2 separate regions of the Cyprinus carpio genome follow, and region 1 is linked to region 2. A link is a contact called in public Hi-C data. All regions are on one chromosome and are shown on one strand. Each heading gives the region's core, a stretch centred on a gene start, on an enhancer-like site or on the middle of the called end of the contact. The rest is flanking DNA. Distances are from core to core; before and after follow the strand shown.

The links. A called contact is a pair of places that touch in the nucleus more often than the background predicts.
Region 1: a Hi-C map of red blood cells shows a contact between it and region 2, with 4 times the contacts expected there. The contact joins the enhancer-like site here to the promoter of LOC109112907 in region 2. A contact is called at or near these places in 4 of 8 Hi-C or Micro-C datasets (liver, red blood cells and skeletal muscle).

The regions. Positions count from the first base shown.
Region 1 is chrB20:13,865,890-13,872,551 of ASM1834038v1, reverse strand. It overlaps LOC109112907 (protein furry homolog-like), which reads right to left. Exons shown (of 62, transcript XM_042747192.1): 9 at 5,671-5,763; 10 at 4,834-4,932; 11 at 4,376-4,477; 12 at 1,389-1,492; 13 at 1,058-1,166; 14 at 735-821; 15 at 425-596. Among protein-coding and RNA genes, the nearest start is that of LOC109112907, 35 kb to the right of the region's middle. Within about 2 kb of position 2,096, at least 1 of the 8 cell types and tissues checked has an H3K27ac peak or open chromatin away from gene starts, as enhancers often do.
Region 2 is chrB20:13,830,646-13,836,844 of ASM1834038v1, reverse strand. LOC109112907 (protein furry homolog-like) reads right to left here and starts at 2,663. Exons shown (of 62, transcript XM_042747192.1): 1 at 1,693-2,663. The coding sequence starts at 1,900.

The DNA.
Region 1 (6,662 bases), core at 847-3,346, 36 kb before region 2:
TTTCCTCAACCTCTAAACAATGAGGCCAGATAAATACACCACTATCTCCACTAATGGGCATGCAATGAGTTTTACTGGAAAAGCTAAACTATTAAAAATGTACAGTCAAATTGATGTATATGAGGATATTGTGACTAAAGCCAACATAGATAAAAAAAAATTATAAAAAAAAAGAGGAATGGACCACAATTGCAATCCCGAAATATTTCAAACTTTCTTGCTCAAAAACACACAGAAAAGAACTTGGCAGGAAGTCACAACTGTATTTATGCTGAAAGCTCAATGAGGACAGCTCATGCTCCAGGAATCACAATTACATTAAAATCAACTATTCGAACATGACCAAATGCTTTAGGGTAGGGTAGGCTGTACTCAGAAATATCTTCTTTTTGGAGAGCTGTGTAGGAACTGTAAGGGTCCGTACCGATGACCTTGGCTTCCTCGTCTGTGAGAGTGGTGTTGAGGAAGATCTTTTTGACCCGCAGTGTGTTGCCTGAAGGTAAGATGACACCTGTAGTGGGCATGGGTGGCTCGCCGTCCTTCTGTTGTAAGCTGTCGGCTATCACCAGGAAGGCCCGGAGACCAATATTCATCCTCTGAGAGAGAGACAGATAAGAGAGAGATCATTAGTTTCAATGTTTATCTTTTTATCCAGCGATTACCACAATTTTTAGTTTTTTTTTTTTTTGCTAATTTTTTAATGGCTGCCACATTATGTGAATGTCTTCACATACCTCTGGATTAATGGTGAAGGTCTTTTGGGACTTGCCCACACACAGCAGGTCATAGATGATCTCTTTCATGGCAAAGTCCAGCCGTTCCTTTAGAGAGGGAAAAACAACATGCCACAAACTAATGAAAACCAACGCAATAAACCACAACCAACCTCCCAAATGTTCATTGTGATCATTTTACGTTTATTACAAAATAATAGATCGTTGATGGTAAAGTGGGTAACTAGCTTTAGGATTGGGCCAAAACGAAGGCTGGATATGAACCTGAGATGTTCTAAAATATGTTTTGAGTGTTTTTTATTTATTTCTTTTTTTTTTTTTACCTGAGCGATAAACTGAATAATCTTAACAAAGATGTTGAGGGGTGTGTCCCGGGGCACCACGCTGCGAGAGCCCTTTGGAAAAAGTGCTGTTACAATACTGAGGAGACGACTGTGAAGGAAAAGAGATAATGTGAAACGTTATATACATATAAATAGGAATTGTCTACAAGACAATAATGTATATATTTGTTTATATCTGTGAGAGGTTTATCTTCTCAAACAATGGTGTGTTTGTGGTTAGTGTTAGCATTGAGTGAATGTATTCCCAGTGTGTGCGCAATTGGCATAAATTCAAGATATTTTTGTAAATCTGTAGGATTGTGTGTCCTACCTCTGTGTGGTTGTGTTGCTCTCACACTTGATCCTGATGATGTAAACCCAGAGCAGCCGGTAGAGAGACTCCAGTGCTACACGAGACATTTTGGGATCTTTGTTCTAAAAAGAAAGATACAAAAATGCTCAGATAACAAGAACTCATAAATTAAGGCATAGAAATAAGGCATTTTTATCCAAAAAGTAAAAGAGCAAGAAGTTAAAAAAGTTTTAAAAAACTCCTTATTGTGGATTTTTACAAACACGTTGCTTTAAAGTGGCTTCCAGTCTTACAACCCCCCCAGGGAGTCAAAATGACCTCCAAAGACAACAATTCGTGAATTAACCTAGAAAATATGCTAGATTCCTTCATAAAGAGCTGCTGCTTCATCTGTAACATGATCAATAGTTCACTTGCTGCTCATGACGAGCTAATGAGGAATATGACGCACTGGACTCCATTTACAATCCAATAAGAGCCATAATTTCTGCTTTAACTGCACTGATGCACAAAGAGATGACTCATAAATTGACTGTTCAGCAGAAGCAATAGATGATGACAGAGGGATTCATACAACCTCTGCGAATGAATCTGTGATTAACACATCACGGCTCGACCAAATCGAGTCACTGACTCACACTGTTGGCTACTCAGTCTCTCTCTCGCACACACACAGCAGCTAATCAGACTGCAGTAAACAGCATCAAACAGGGTGTAAAGACCAACACTCACCATAGGGGGCGATATGATTGCACGGTTTGCAGTGAACATCAACTACATAAGTATTAGAGTATTAGTACAGTGAGGACTCCCTAGTGTCTTTCATCAACAGGGATGCCATTTATTTATAGAATTATCAGCAATACATTTTTCCTCACTGTTCTAATGAGTCTGCAGGTACATTTCAAATAGCTGTACATTCAAAACAAGCCATTGTAAATGCAACAATCTTGCAAACTGTTTTAACTTCTACAGAAAAAGACTGTGATCTGCAGGATCATGGACACTTAAACTGATGATCAAAATATTTATATTTTCCATAATTTTCCAGAAGTGCATTGTGATTGCTGTCAAACTATGCTGCAAATCTTCTTGCAACATTCAAATTTAGGCTGGTCCTCTTGCAAGATAAAAATAAATCACTTTCATAATTAACAAAATCTGATGAAATAATTAATTCTATATTTTTTTGGAAATGTATAGTAATGCAAAATACTTTTATATTTGTTTTGGCAAAAGCAAGAGTTTTGGGCTGAATTAATGCCGCCCTGAGATAAAAACATTTCTGACGCCTTCATCAGTGACTCCTTGACCTGGGTGGTTTTCCTGTGTGAATTCTTGAGGACAGCAGGACAGTAATGAAGCCATTTAGTTTCCTCTATGGACAGGCGAAAGAGCCAGAAGTCTCAGGAAGCCCATGTGGAACACAGGTCAATCACATGACTTCTGAGGGGCAGGGTTAGCCTTGTGGGTAACCATGGTAACTCACCTGCAGGGTCTCAATCTGCTTACGGATGCTGTTGTTTGACGGCATCTGCAGCCAATAAACGCAGGGGTAACAAAAAAGATGACAAAGGACAGGGGGTGATGGTGATGGGGAAGACATGCAGGTTAGAAAAAGAACAAGAGACAAACTTAAGAACAAAACGAAGCTTTGTGCTACAACAACAACATGCAAAACAAAGTGCAGGGTGCATGGGATTGAACACTTCAGTGTCAGATTCCCTACAGAATCAACAAGAGTATTCCAAAATGTATCTATACTTCCTTAAGGAATGAAAATGGCCCATTAGACAAAAGCTTCTAGGAAGATTATTTTAAACTGAACTTAAATATAGGTGATATGCTGATGAAGATGAAGAGTTTCTGATGGGTGAGAAGACAAATGGCAGGAATGAATTAAAATGAAATTTAAAAAAAAAAAAAAAAACCATAAACAAAAATGGGAGGCAGGATTAGTGCATGCAAATGGATGATTACAAGCAAGAGTGATTATGTGCTGACTTTAGTCAGAGTGGACGCTATAAAAAAAACTTAATGCAAATGAAAATAAGGCTTCAAATAACGTCCACTCTGATTAAGGTCTGTTGATCTGGGAAGACAAACTACAGCAGGGTTAGACCAGACGGGGAGCAGACAGACAAGCAGAACTGCAATGGGAGTCCATGGATCAATCAGGAGAGGAATTATCCACCACTGAGACTACAAATCCCATAAACCTGGGCTCAGCCGGCTAGAGACATTACACCAGATCACTGAGAAAACTTCACTTCTGATCCTGAATCGTTCACATGTCCTTTTGAGATGTGTAAGAAGCGGCCTAAAGTGGATTTGGAGTAAGATTCACACTACAGTCCAATTCTGATCCAGTCCTGATCTAGATTAACGGATAGCGAGTAAAGTATTTAATCGGTACTGCAGGGAGTTACAAATGAGTTTGATTACTCGTTCATAATATCACCACCACCGAATCAAAGCATCACGTATCAATCCTCAAGATCCACATGATAAAGTTGCATAGATTGGAGGAAAACTCAATCATTGTGGAAAGGCAGTTAAGAAACCAAAAAAAAAAAAAAAAAAAAAGATCACATCCTGATAGCTGAACCAGCGACTTTGAAAAAGAACGTGGACAAGCACAAACACACACGGTTTGGAGATATGATTGAGAAAGAGTGGATGACACAGGTATAATTAACTTAACAGTACGAGAAAGAGGCATTTTACAGATGTTGTTTGTAACACCACACCTTTCTCCGAAATTATGTAAGTGAACCAACCCACTTACAGAATGAATTCTCATATTAAATCAGCAAACCTGCCTCCAGGCTTCAGAATCTGTATGTATCAGCACCTCTGTTTTCGCAGTGCCCAAACAACATGATTAAAAGGTAGGATTTATAACTGCTTTTGCTACTTTTAAGCTGCATTGAAACTGTCAGCTCTATTGTTTTTTTTTTTTTCTCAGGATGTGACAAAGCTACTGTAAAGTAAACAAACATTACCTTTAGGTGGGAAAGGCAGTTCTGAAGGAAGATGTGCCAGTTATTGAGGAAGAACTGCTTTTGACTAACACACAGCAGACATGTGACCAAGGGATACAATGCCTGAGGAGAGAGAAAGATTTAAAAATATATCAAACTAGAAAAAAATCGGACATTGCATCTTCTCTCATGCACTTGACAAGGTGAGCTAGGATGGATTTACAGTGAATAACAATTATTACTCAACACTACTGATTGAGCAGACACTAAAAATGTGAAATACATTTTATGGCCCACTTTTATGACAGTTTTATGGTACTCTTTGAAGCTTTGTAATTGCATGGAAAAGGGCGACCGGTGGAATCAGCTAAACTTGTCTTTTTGTGTTCCACAAAAGAAGGACAGCCTTCTGGGTTGGCACAATGATGCAGAAGATTGTGGGAAAGTATGCATCAAAGCAAAAAAAAAAAGGACTGTACCAGTGAGTGCTTCTTTCTTGAGCTGAGGTCAAAGGTCGTCTGGTAGAGCATCTCCACAAAGTTCTTCAGGCAGGGCACATTCACTTCATTCTTCACCGCCTTCCAAAAACACACAAGAACAAACATATAAGTCCTCACGCTGAGCTACACCCGCTCGGTGCCCAACAGCACACAAATCACTCAGAGCTATTCATCGTGTTAATGCAAAACGAAATACATTTCAATTGTGTTTCTGTAGCAACTCATTCCATAAGCTCCACCTCAAACCACTTGACAAAACATGTACCATCATGAACTCTGCAGAACAGTCTCAGAGCCTCTGTCAAGTGATCTGGATACAAACACAGTTTCAAAGAGCCAATGTGTTCGGATCGGTGTATGATCGGTTTGAAATAAAAGCAAGCAGAGTTGCGTGATTTTGCCTAAAGACAAGGTGCAGGTTTTTTGAAACTCTTGCTCTCATCAGACACAACCAGCTCGATTTCAGGGTTTAAATACAGTTTACTTCTCAAAGCATTGTTTATACTTAAATGTCTGTCTCATTAAAAATCTGCAAATGGGTGCAAATCGAAAAACCTGGAATGGGACTGCAGCAGAGTGTTTACAGATCGCACATATTCTGATTTGAATTAATGGAAAGTTGTGTAATGTTCTGAGTCGCCATATTGTGAAACTACACTAATTTAAATCAGGGTTGATGTAGCAATGTTGCAATTTAGCCACAATGCATTAAATTTCTGCAGTACGCATGTGGAATCTGGCTCAGAGGTATGATTTTTGCACAGGCATGAATGATATTATATCATTTAAACAAATGGAGAGCTCTGCGGTACTTACAGCAGCTACAGGGATGAGGATCTCAACAAACAGGCCAGCCAGTGCATGTTTGATATCTTTGTCCTTCACCTCCAAGAAATACTGAGCACATTCCTGCTTCACCAACAGAGTTGGTGAAAAGAGACACACAAAACAAAACATTTAATTAATAAATGCAGATCTTCACACTAATCATTCGAGAGAAACCCATAAATGTTTCAGTTTTAGTAACTGAAAAGGATGCACCACTATTAAATCTTTTGTAAGGCCTGCACACTCACACAGGGTTGTTGGAGAAATATGAGGTCTACAGTAAAATACAGCATCGCTTTGCAGCTATTGGCTCAATAAAAATCTCTGGATTATGGTGCTTGTTAAGTGCAGCACAAACTGAGTGCGGGATTTCACTGCCTGTAACTGGCTAATGTAAAGGAATTGCTCCACAAAGTCCTGTTGGCAAAGGTAGGGCCAACACATTGAGACTGTTACTCAAGAGATTTTATGAGGCATGACTACAGAGAGCTCAAGAATAAAACAAAAGAAGTACTGTCTGAACTACAATAGAGTAGACGAGGCTCAATATGTATTGACAGTGATGATGTGGCACATTCCACAAAAACGGAACAAAATAGAGCCCGAAATGTTGAAAAGAATATTTACAGTATATATTTATTTATCTTTTTTTTTTTTCAACAAATGGTCATTTCAAAGAGGTGCTACAGTAAGCTTAATTCAAAATAATCAAACTAAATTTTATACGAGTCATTCTGTTTTTTGCATGCAAAAACTGGGACATGTCTCTGGGACAAAGTTAAATGTTTTTGGACATTAAAGTTAGAGTATATCAAAAATATTTTTTATACAATTAACTGAATATATATTCAGGAGATTCTGTAAAACTTATGTTCCTGTTGTGGGATTTTAATTGTTTAATTGTTGATAAGGTCAAGCCCTCTTTTATGCTAGATAACAAGTCAATTTAACATATTTACTTGATTTTAAAAAAAAAATTA
Region 2 (6,199 bases), core at 1,414-3,913:
ACAGGGCACTTTAAGAGTCCATTTTGATCTGAAGAGCCTTGTATTTCTCCAGTTAGCAGTGCCTTGACATTATCTCTAGTCTACATACACTACCGTTCAAAAGTTTAGAGTCAGTCCCATTTTTTTTTTAAAGAAGTCTCTTATGCTCACCAAAGCTGCATTTATCTTACCAAAAATACAATAAACACTGTAATGTTGTGATGTATTATTACAATTAAAATAGCCTCTATTTGAGTATACTTTCAAATTAGGGTTGGGCCGATAGACAATGCCATCATCCTTCGCCAATGGCTGACTGACATCACGATGTTAAGCTGACATCGTGATTCCCCCCCAACCCCTTGCAATCCGCCGCATCCCAGTTCAGTGTTCGGAAAGAAAATGAAGTGTACTATGGAAACCCTAAAGGGAATAAATAGCCTAAGAGTTGGGAGAATTAAAAAAAATACTTCAATACTTTTTCTCGCAATTATATCCTTGGGTAAGCATAGGTGACAGTATATAAATTGCGGGCATCAAGGAGGCGCTATTGAAACCGCTTTCGATTTCACGCTGTCATTTTACTTTCACTTTCACTTTTGAGATTCGCAATCACAAGAACTCTATACTATGGAGTGGCAGTACTTACTACACATTTGACAAGATTATATGTTTGTCATTGTTGCTCAGGATCTGCAAATCATTCGCCAACATCCCATCAGACATTTATGTGGTAAGTGAACTTTCATGTACCCTGCTAGCAAGTGGCTAACCTTTTAGTGGCTCCATAGAACGTGTTATTTGTTTCATGCTTCGGGCACACCCATAACCCCGCCCCCCGATGTCATCGTCCATCCATTTCACTGTAGACATCGTCCGATGCCAATTTGGTAGACATGGCCCAACCCTATTTCAAATGTAATTTATTCCTGTTGTGGCAGCCATTACTATATTCTTCAGCGTCACATGATCCTTCAGACATCCTTCTTATATGCTAATGCTCAATAATTTTTTATTATCAATCGAAAACAGTTGTGCTTGATAGTGACATATTTTGATAAAAAAATCTTTCATATTATTATAAACTGTCCCTTTTAATCAGTTTAATATTTTCTTGCCAAAAAAGTAAAACATTTTGTTAATAATAGTAATAATAATATAATTAATAATAATAATAAAAATAATAATGTTTACTAACGCCTTTAACTTTGAACGGTAGCATAAGTGTTAAAACCTCAGATATGGTGTCTGCATGATTAACACATTATTTTGAGTCTTGCTGTCATAGCTCAAGATTGGAAATAGTGATGCTAACAATAACTCACTTTGACAAATATATCATTGTTTCAAAACAATACCAACCTGGTTCAGTGCCAATAAACTCAGAGTGATGAGATTATTTTCGTCATGACCATACTGCTCCCTTTCTGCATTTGTATTGCATAAAATACCTTAAAGTTCCTGGTTTTATACCAGCTCTCAATATTTGAATAATTCTCACTAATGACTAACTTAAGACTTCGCAGTTGGGTTACACAAAGTATTTGCATGTTCCCTCTTGTCTGCAATTTATCTTATATCACAGCTGAACTACAAACAAAAATGGTGCAAACACACACCTTGCACACACACCTCCTAATCAAACAGTCTCCTCTCTCCAACACAGTTAAAATCATGTTTGAATACCCATCCCTTCCTCTTTCCTGACGGTACCTTTGGCACGATGTCGTTGAAGACGGACAGCTGGCCGGCTAGTCAGACTGGATCCATCTTGCTCCTCTTCATTGGCCTGTGAAACCAGCCTCTTCATCCTCAGCAAGCGAGGGCCAGTCTCCCGCGGCCATACTCCCCCCACGTCCGTCGCCGGCAGCCCGCCATCCCCGGAGATGACCGTGGGAACGAGGCTCTTGAGGAATTCCATGTTTGCACTGTGACACTTTCACTCCAGGCGCCTGTGCAGGCGCACAGTGACGGCCCTGCCACCCACCATCCCCTCTGAGGAATCAGGCCGTCTGTGACTGGACCGCAGAACGGCTCCTCCACCCCAGGAAAACCACAGCTTGTCAAACTTGGACTTCACCACAGGTTCCTCTGTCGTGTCAGTTTAAACTAGAAGTGTCTATACACACACACAAGCACCCAGACGAAGTGGAGATAATCTCGATGTAATGCAGAAGCTGTCGATGGTAGATCCAAGATGAGGTACATGTGAGCACCTGTAGATCCAGCCGCTGAGTTCTTCCACCTGCCCGTACTCCACATGCCACAGGCCAGCTGTGAGCACTTCGCAAAGCGTAACCTAAAGTTCACTTGAGCTTTCACACAGCCAGAGACCAACCTTACTACCTGCCTGTTCATGCAGGATGGACTGAACACTTTGATGTGATGATTTGACAACAGTAGGTGGAGTCTTTCAGCTCGAGTGTGTTATCTGGGGGAGCAAGGACGTGTCCAACAGGAGATAATATACGCCTGGGAGAGCGTCCAATCAAAACACAGCTGCTACCAACCACGCCCAGACGTTTCTACTTTCTAAAAGAAGGGAGGGAGGAAGACTCATCTATGATGGCTAGGGAGTGCATAACAAAGTGAGAAGGCGTGGCATCTTCAGCGTGCTGCTGCGCTCTGATAAGTTTTATCAGGTTTAAAACTAGAGCAGCTCTTTACATTCCCCTCTTACGCACACACACACACACAATTCTATCTATAACTTCCCTTACATATTTCCCTTCCACTGGATGAAAAAAATGATAAAATAATACCTCAGATGGCATGCTGTAAAACAGTTAAAATGTCTCACGCCCCCACACAGACTGTTGGTTTCACTTCCAGTTTACAGCAGGGCAGTGGGTGAACTAGTTTTTGTGGCATGTTTGAAACTGCAGACTGACACGTTTGTCAAATTTTACTCTGGTAAAAACACAAACACACTCAAATAAAGGCTATTTGGACAAATAAAAAGCATAATATGAGCACATTTATACAGTGATACAAGAGAAATATTTGAGTTTTCCAGTTGGCTGGGCAAAATGTAAGGTGTCCTGAGGTAAATCAATGGAAAATGTTTGTGTTGGGAAGCATTTTGCATATGGCAGGCCTTTCTGCTGACTCACTGTAACATATTCAAATGAGCAGGCTGCTTTCGCTGACAATGGATATCGTAATACTGACACTAACTTGCTGTCTGAGCCTCCATTCAATACAATACACTAACTCTTCAGAAGAGCATGGAGTTATGGATAACTCCTAATATGCACACATTTTATCATTTCAAAGCATCTCATATGTCAACCTTGGTAAAAGTGACTTTCTTCTGAGGAACACAAACAGAGCTTTTTAGAAAATGTATCCATCTCTATGAGATTGGACCATCAAAGTTAACACTTCAAAAACCACGCAAATCAAACATGTGGTAATTCATACGACTCTAGTTGATGAATCAAATGTCTTCTGAAGTGAAACAATAGGTGTGTGTGAGAAAAACACCAATATTTTAAACTTTTTAAGCCATAAACTATAAAGCATGATGTAAGCATGTTTTGAAACTTGCATGAGAAAAAAAAAAAAAAAAAAAAAAAAAAAAAAAAAAAAAAAAAAAAATATATATATATATATATATATATATATATATATATATATATATATATATATATATATATATACACACACACACACACACACACACACTTATTGTATTTTAGCAACCCCCCCATGCTTTTAAACGGGAAAGAGCATATGTAATTTGTAATTAAAAACTGTAAAGGTTTATTTTAAAAGCTCTTCTGTAGAATCAGTGAAGGACAAATCGGTCCTAGTTAAGAGCCTCTCAAAATACAAAAATTCCACAGTACTGAATATAACCTCATTCGTTCACAAGACTCATATCTCAGAGTGACAGAACAGAAAAGTGGGTGCAAATGATTCACAGGAAATGCTCACACCCTTAAGCTCCGTGTGAACATGTCAGGCAAGCCATGTGATGTTTCAGTTCCTTAATGTGTGAGCAGACAAAAAATATGCACATAGATTGTTATTAAATAATCTCTTAATGTCTTTTTATGTTAGTGTTACCCATTTCTGGCATAAAGACCCTTTAATATCTAGCTCCCAACAAATTAATAGTGTTGCATAAGCTTTAAGTTGCATGAGAACGAGAAGAATAAGTTCAGAGTCAGACTGAGCCAACTCTGTGTGTGTGTGTGTGTGTCCATCGCTCAAATCTCAAAGCTCAAGTCTGCCCTCTAGGGGTGGCCAAAATCAATGCCAGCAAACCTCAGGACAAGGTAAAAACAAATGTATGAGCATGTATATCATTTTGTGATAATGAGAAGAAACTGGTACTTGTACTACTGTGCAAGTCTCTAAAGCACAAAATTTTGTGGGAAGTCGTGGCCTAATGGTTAGAGAGTCGGACTCCCAATCGAAGGGGTTGTGAGTTCGAGTCTCGGGCCGGCAGGAATTGTGGGGTGGAGGGAGTGCATGTACAGTTCTCTCTCCACCTTCAATGCCATGACTTAGGTGCCCTTGAGCAAGGCATCGAACCCCCAACTGCTCCCCGGGCGCCGCAGCATAAATGGCTGCCCACTGCTCCGGGTGTGTGTTCACAGTGTGTGTGTGTGTTCACTGCTCTGTGTGTGTGTGCACTTCGGATGGGTTAAATGCAGAGCACGAATTCTGAGTATGGGTCACCATACTTGGCTGAATGTCACGTCACTTTCACTTTCTCACTTTTTTTTAAAAATCAAAGCCTGTGGAAAGATTTTCACAATTTAATGTTTCTTTGACTACTGGCACTTTTATCTTCCGGAGCAGATTTTTAAAATATTTATAAAAAAAAGTTGTGCAATAATCATAAACTATTTCATTATTATTCAAAAATGAAAAAAAAAAAAAAAAAAAAACCTTTTACCAAGACTCAAATACAAGATACTTTGAAATGACATGACAAACAAAATTCAAGGAAAATGTGTGCACGGAACATTTTATTGCACTTAATTTGTGAAAGTGATATAATAAAACATGCTTGAGAAAATACCTAATTCGGTTTGCTGTGAGAAACACAGACAACATGACAGGACATGAACTGAACAGGGGATAACATATACGTTCCTAAACATATACGTTCCTGTGAAAGAATCACAGATTTCTCTGGAAAGTTACTAACTCACTTATTACTTCATAACACACCTCTGCCACAGACACATAAACACAAAACCTCTTATATCGGATGACAGTAAAACACGTTCAACCTTGATGATGAAACAATACAAAGCAGAACCTTTGACCATGACATTGAACCACACTCAAGATCCTGTTTGCAAGAAAAACCATGTCAAAGGTCTGTGTGTGCATAAAAAAAGTTAAATAAAAACAAGTTCAGACAGAGTGGCCTATATTTACAGTGATGATATAGTGACCTCACAGGAGGAATGTAAGGGGTGATGGGACCATTTGGACGGGGGCAGAGAAGACAACAAGGGACAGAAAGTCAGAGGGAGAGGATAAAATGATGAATGTGGGTCACCAATCAATAGATGATTTGAAGCCACCATGTGATAGTGACCCTAATCTGATAAAGAAAGCACAGACTTTCAGTACACTGAAGTGCATTTAAGAATGGCAACATAGCTGAAAACAGAAGGCATGGCTTGACAATAACAGTACGGTAATATTAACTGCTGCTTGTCAAAAAGGACAGATTTGACAAAATATGATAAATGATACAGGAATAATGGTTACAAAAACATCCAAAGTTAGCTAGTAAACAGAGCTGGGTAGTAACTGATCTGGATTATGTAATCAGATTCCAGACATTTTAAAATACTCATAATCAGACTACAGATTTTTTTTATGGATTGCATGATTACATATTTACACAACAGCATAAAATGATTTATAATTTATTGATTCTCCCCAATTCGTCTTTTTTTATCTTTTAAATTTTCCTTTATAAAAAAAGACTACTGCTTACAAACACTTAGAAAGTCTTCCAGTTCTGTGGACATTCACACAGAGACCAGTTATTAGTCAGGTGCTACACATCATTTGACCACTGGATTTACAAAAATCATTTCAGGTTTAAGAAGTGGTTCAACAATGCATAAACTACTGATGAACACACTAGTTTTATTTGAATTATCACTCTGCAGGTTATTTAAACCTGTATTTCTATGTCTTTGGAAGGTCTTTTGTCTTTCAAACACATTAAAAAAAAAGCTTC